Linked DNA regions of Sus scrofa: region 2 is linked to region 1. Evidence: chromatin contacts called from public HiChIP or PLAC-seq data. All regions are on one chromosome and are shown on one strand. Each heading gives the region's core, a stretch centred on a gene start, on an enhancer-like site or on the middle of the called end of the contact. The rest is flanking DNA. Distances are from core to core; before and after follow the strand shown. Region 1 overlaps SERGEF (secretion-regulating guanine nucleotide exchange factor). Region 2 overlaps KCNC1 (potassium voltage-gated channel subfamily C member 1).

Region 1 (2,779 bases), core at 13-2,512:
GGGTTTAGGATCCGGCATTGCTACGAGCCACAGTGTAGGTCAAAGATGCGGCTCAGATCTGGTGTTGCTGTGGCTGTGATATAGGCTGGCAGCTGCAGCTCCAGTTCGACTCCTAGCCTGGGAACTTTCATATGCCTCAGGTGTAGCCTTAAAAAGAAAAGAAAGAAATATGTGATATAGTGAACTGGTTGGGTTTCAAATCTCATCCCCATCACTTTCTAGCTATGTCATCCTGGCCTGGTACCTGATCCCTCTAAGCAAGAAATGCCTTTTAGAGCCATGCTATAGAATAAAGATGATGTAGCTACAGTGCCTATGTATATGATGTGCTTGCTAAGTAGTGGGTAATATTATCATTATCCTGAAAACCAGAGGCTTTCAAACTTTTACCTGCAGAATATCTGAGTTCTTTCATGTGTTTTGCATCCATATGGTTTTTAGACCCTTTACCACCCTGGTTACTTTATTATTGTTGTTATTATCATTATTACTATTTTTAATATGCTAAAATATACATAACAAAATTTACAATTTTAAGTGTACAATTTAGTGGCATTAGGTACATTCACATTGTTATCCAACCATCTCCAACATCCATCTTCAGAACTTTCTTATCTTCCCAAACTGAAACTCTGGACCCATTAAGCCATAACTCCCCACTCCCTCATCCCTCCAGCCTGGTCACTTTTAATGGCATGCTCCCAGTTCTTCAGTGGCTTTCTTCCTGCCATAAATGAGGCTTGGAAAGAGCCTCTTGGTAGAATTTTCCTTGAGTTTTACACATTCCCACTGGGGAGCCCGAGAGTTAAAGATCTGTGTCGGTTGCAGCAAACTTGGGGGATTGCAGATGGTTACAAAATGGATGTCAATACAGCTGCTGTGCATGGAATGGATCTGCAAAGAGCCTTCCAAGGACTGGTACACTCTTTCCAAAAATATCCAAGGATGTGGCTTGGCGTAGCTTTGTGGAGAAACCAACAGTTTTTGAATCCTTCAATAGTAGTTACCTCATGGTGACGATGAAATGAGATAATTCATGTCAAGTGTGTGATACAGCGCCTGGAACAGATAAGGCCTTTCCGTGGGGGCTGCTGTTACTATTAGTGTACTATGGCAGAGATCTTATGTATAATGCTTTGGTACTTAATCCCCATAATAAGTAGACATCAGCTTCATTTTATATGAGGAAACCAAGGCTCTGGGCTGTCAACACCCCTGAAACTACAAAGCTAGTAAGCAGCAGAGTAGCAGAACTGGGACTCAGACCCATGCTCTTTCTCTCCTAAGATGCCACCTGTTGTGATCTAAGAAAAGAACTCTATGGGTGAGTCATATTGACTTCATTCTCGGTATTTCATCTTTCCATCTACCCTGGCATTTTTCTAAGGTCCTGTCTTCTTGCTATTTCTTCTCAAAGTCATGCACCTGATGTTGAAGCTGCAGAGCTTTCTGAATTTACTAGTCCCCATTCTCTGCACCATCTGAAAGTGATCACTCCTGGTCTTCAGTAGCTCTCTGCTCTAGAATAGGAAACGGAAACCATACATGTAAACCATGGAACTCTCTGGCTTTATTGGATGAACATCTAAGTGCTAATGCACTGTGAATGGAATTTAGAGCAATCATTGCAGTTTTGATCAGGAAATAGTGCGCTCTAGGACGTTCAAGTCACCTGGCTGGAATTTTTTTATTTTTGGCCACACCCACAGCACGTGGACGTTCCTGGGCCAGGGATCGAACCTGAGCCACAGCAGTAATGATGCCGGATCCTGAACTGCTAGGCCACCAGGGAACTCTACCTGGCTGGAATTTGTTCAGAAAAGAAAACACTTACATCTGACTTCTATGAGTGACTAGGATTTGTTCTCCCTTCAGAAAACAGGACCAAGACACTTTGTTTTGTACTTTGTCGTGGCTACCAAGGAAGCTCAAAGCCAGCTTGAATGCTTAGTCACACACAGCATGTACATAAACCCCCAGGGCTGACATGTTTGATCCTCCTTTTCATGGTTTTGAATTTCCATTTCTATTTTATTCACAATATTATAGGAATTCCCTTGACAAGAGATGAGTTTAGGATAAAGTAAATCAGTGAAGATGGTAGATGCCTAGAGGTCAAGGCACTGAGTAGATAACTAGTAATCTATGCCTAAGAAGTGTGGGCCCTTTGGGAAATGAGCAAGCTGAAAGTGAGCTTCTCACTCACAAGAACAGTCCCACTTCTCAGAGCCTGGGAGCTGCCACCAGGATTGAAATCCCTGCTCTCCTGTGTAGAAGAATTCCCAATAATTTATGAAAAGGCTCCCCACTTTGGGAGCTGGAACTTAGCTTCTCATTCCCTGAGCTTGGGCTCTGCTTGCTGACATGCTTCCAAAGAGTGGACCATGGAACAGGGAGTGATGGAAGGGAGAAAGACTTTACAGCAAAGAAACCTGGCCAGCATTCCCGTGGTCAGGTAGTGGCAATTGGCATCATCAGTGAGAAAGCCTGTTGACACCGTGTGCCTTTGATATGGCATGGTGGGAAAGAGCCTCTTCCTCTCCCAAACCCATAATTCCAGCCTAACCATGAGTAAAACCTCAGAAAAGCCCAAACTGAAGGGCATCTTACAAAATACCTGATGTTCTTTTCAAAACTGTCAAGATCAGCAAAACAAGGAAAGTGAGAGGAACTATAACAGACCAGAGGAGCCGAAGGAGACCTGACAACTGAATGTAGCGGGGTGTCCATATCCTGGAGCAGAAAAAGGACATTAGGGAAGAACTCACGAAATCCAAAC
Region 2 (2,700 bases), core at 123-2,622, 87 kb after region 1:
GGACAGAGCTCCGGGGTCAGGCAGATCCACAGCTGAATGCTGGCCCACCATGCGCAAGCTAAATGACCTTGGAAATGTCACTTTGAGCCTCAGCAGCCTCATCTGTGACATGGGTGTGATAGTAATGATACAGTTCCATGGGAATGGCCTGAGAATTAAATGAGAATACGTAACCCAGACCCAGGCTGTCAGACATGTAGTTAAGTGCTTTTGTAAACAGCAACTATTAGCATTGTGACTCAAGAAAGGAAGGGGGAGTTCCTGTCATGGCAACGCGGAAAGGAATCCGACTAGGAACCGTGAGGCTGCAGGTTCAATCCCTGGCCTCACTCAGTGGGTGAAGGATCTGGCGTTGCCATGAGCTGTGGTGTAGGTTGCAGATGCGGCTCAGATCCGGTATGGCTGTGGCTGTAGTGTAGGCCAGCAGCTGTGGCTCTGATAGACCCCTAGCCTGGGAACCTCCATGTGCCATGGTGCAGCCCTAAAAAGCAGGAAAAAAAAAAAAAAAAAAGGAAGGGGCTGCTGGAAAATCCTGCTAGGGGGATGATAAGAAAGGATTTGGGCTAAGGTCTGGGTTGACAGGCTAATGGAGGTCTCAGCTGGCTGAACTGGGACCTGGGAGGGGAGCCGGGAAGGCAGGTAGGCGGGTAACTGCTGACTTTCCCTCCCTCAGGGGAGGACTGAGGAAGGAGAACAGCTGCCCAGGTGGGATTTGATGTTCTTTCATTTTATTTTATTTTTTATTTTTAAATTTTTATTTTTATTTTTTTGTCTTTTTGCCATTTCTTGGGCCGCTCCCTCGGCATATGGAGGTTCCCAGGCTAGGGGGTCTCATCGGAGCTGCAGCTGCCAGCTTAAGCCAGAGCCACAGCAACGCAGGATACGAGCCACGTCTGCAACCTACACCACAGCTCACAGCAATGCTGGATCCTTAACCCACTGAGCAAGGCCAGGGATCGAACCTGCAACCTCATGGTTCCTAGTCGGATTCGTTAACTGCTGAGCCACAATGGGAACTCCCTGATGTTCTTTTAAAGCTGAGAGCCAAGAGCCATGCAAATGGCTGGGAGGCTGGGGATGTGAGTCTGAGCTGCACTAATTGGCTATGTGGGCCCGTTTCTCCACCGGATGAGGGCAGTGGCTAGAGATGGCCTGGGAGCGCCCCCACAGTCCCGTGCGTGTAGAAGGCGGTCCCTCCTACCCAAGCGGTTCCCCTGAACTAGGACTGGGCATCTAACTGTCCCTGGAGTCTCTTAGGCCCCCCTCTTCCTGGAGCCCGCACCCCAGGAAGGGAAGCTCAGGCCAGGGGCATGGCCAGGCTGGCCCAGGGGCCGCTGGGAGGCAGTGGCTTAAGGCCCTGACCTTTTGGTCCAGAGCGAAGACACTGGTCATGGGACTGCTCAGAATAGCCGTGCACTATATTCAGCTGTCTTGGGAGGCCCAGAGATCCCTGGCCCAGGCGGCGGGCCCTGGAACAGCGCCCCCCCCCACAGCCCCCCCCCCCCCTCTGAGACAACAGGCCTCCCTCTCTGGGAGGCTCAAGCCAATCTCCTCCAAAGCTCTGGCAGATGCCAGACTTCCCAGGGTTATGGAGCACAGTCTCCTGTCCCCAGAGCGCCTGGTTCCAGATACTCCCTGAGGTGTCATAAGGCAGATGGGGCTCCCAGCCATTAAGCCGGGAGTTAGGGACCTGGGTTTCTGAACCAGTCTCTCAACTAACTTGTTCACATGTGACCCTGGGTAAAGCCCTCCTTTCTGGGTCTCAGCTTCCTCATCTGCCATAATAAGAGCTCCTCTTATACTGAGTATGTGAGAAGCTTAGATTCTGGAGCGGGAGACAAACCAGAATCCAGTAAGGCTGCTAATGAACATTTTATTACAAACCAGTTTATCTGATAGGAAGGACTCTGATTCTGCACCCTGGGGTCCAGGAAGGCACTATCCCAGGCACTGATGTTTGCGGCGGGGTGTCAAGGATCAAAAGGGGCGAACCAGGAGGAAAGAGTGCACCAGAAGGAACAGTATATGCAAAGGCCCTGAAGCAGGGGGACCTGACAGGTGCAGGAAAAGGAAACGAGGCCAGGATGACTGGAGCTCAGTGAATAACGCAGAGTCAGGCCCGGGGAGACTGGAGAGGCGGGCAGGGCCTGAGGGGCCACCGTTCGGGGCTGGGGAAGCACGAAAGGGTTTTCAGCAGGCAAGGAGGTGAGCTGATGGATCTAGTTAGAAACCTCTGTGGTTGCCAAGTGGAGGATGAACTGGAGCTGGGCCTTTGGGAACCAGTGGTGGCTGGAACTAGGATGGGGACATGGAGACAGGGGGCAAAGGATGGAGTCGAGAGAGAGTCATGAAGTAAAATGATAATATGACCCATAGGAGTAATAACAGCAGCCAACATTTATTGAGCACTTACTGCATGCCAGGCCCTGTGACTTGGAGCTTTCCACATATTATCTCAGCTAATCTCTCCATCAAGCCTCTGGGGGAAGTTCTATCATGATGCCCTTTTTAGAAGCAAAGAGGCTGAGCGATTCTGGCCAGGAGACGTTTAGGTTGGGACTTTCATTACAGGGAGGGGAACTGGTGAGGGGGCTGAAGTACCACTCAAAGACGTGAGGATACCATAAAAGCATCATGGGAAGGAGGAGAACACCAGACTAGGGACACACTGGCCGGGCACACTTGGGGAGGGGAACACAC

What was found. HiChIP or PLAC-seq counts read pairs in DNA pulled down with a chosen protein or histone mark.
Region 2: a contact with region 1 is called in an H3K27ac HiChIP or PLAC-seq map of skeletal muscle. The contact joins two enhancer-like sites. A contact is called at or near these places in 4 of 47 Hi-C or Micro-C datasets (embryonic fibroblasts, psoas muscle and skeletal muscle) and 1 of 2 datasets of contacts at active chromatin or transcription factors (skeletal muscle).

The regions. Positions count from the first base shown.
Region 1 is chr2:41,312,954-41,315,732 of Sscrofa11.1, forward strand. The region is part of intron 10 of SERGEF (secretion-regulating guanine nucleotide exchange factor); the gene reads left to right. Among named protein-coding and RNA genes, the nearest start is that of KCNC1, 94 kb to the right of the region's middle. Within about 2 kb of position 1,263, at least 1 of the 83 cell types and tissues checked has an H3K27ac peak or open chromatin away from gene starts, as enhancers often do. A contact at or near this core is called in skeletal muscle, where this site is marked.
Region 2 is chr2:41,399,784-41,402,483 of Sscrofa11.1, forward strand. The region is part of intron 1 of KCNC1 (potassium voltage-gated channel subfamily C member 1); the gene reads right to left. Among named protein-coding and RNA genes, the nearest start is that of KCNC1, 6.8 kb to the right of the region's middle. Within about 2 kb of position 1,373, at least 1 of the 83 cell types and tissues checked has an H3K27ac peak or open chromatin away from gene starts, as enhancers often do. A contact at or near this core is called in skeletal muscle, where this site is marked.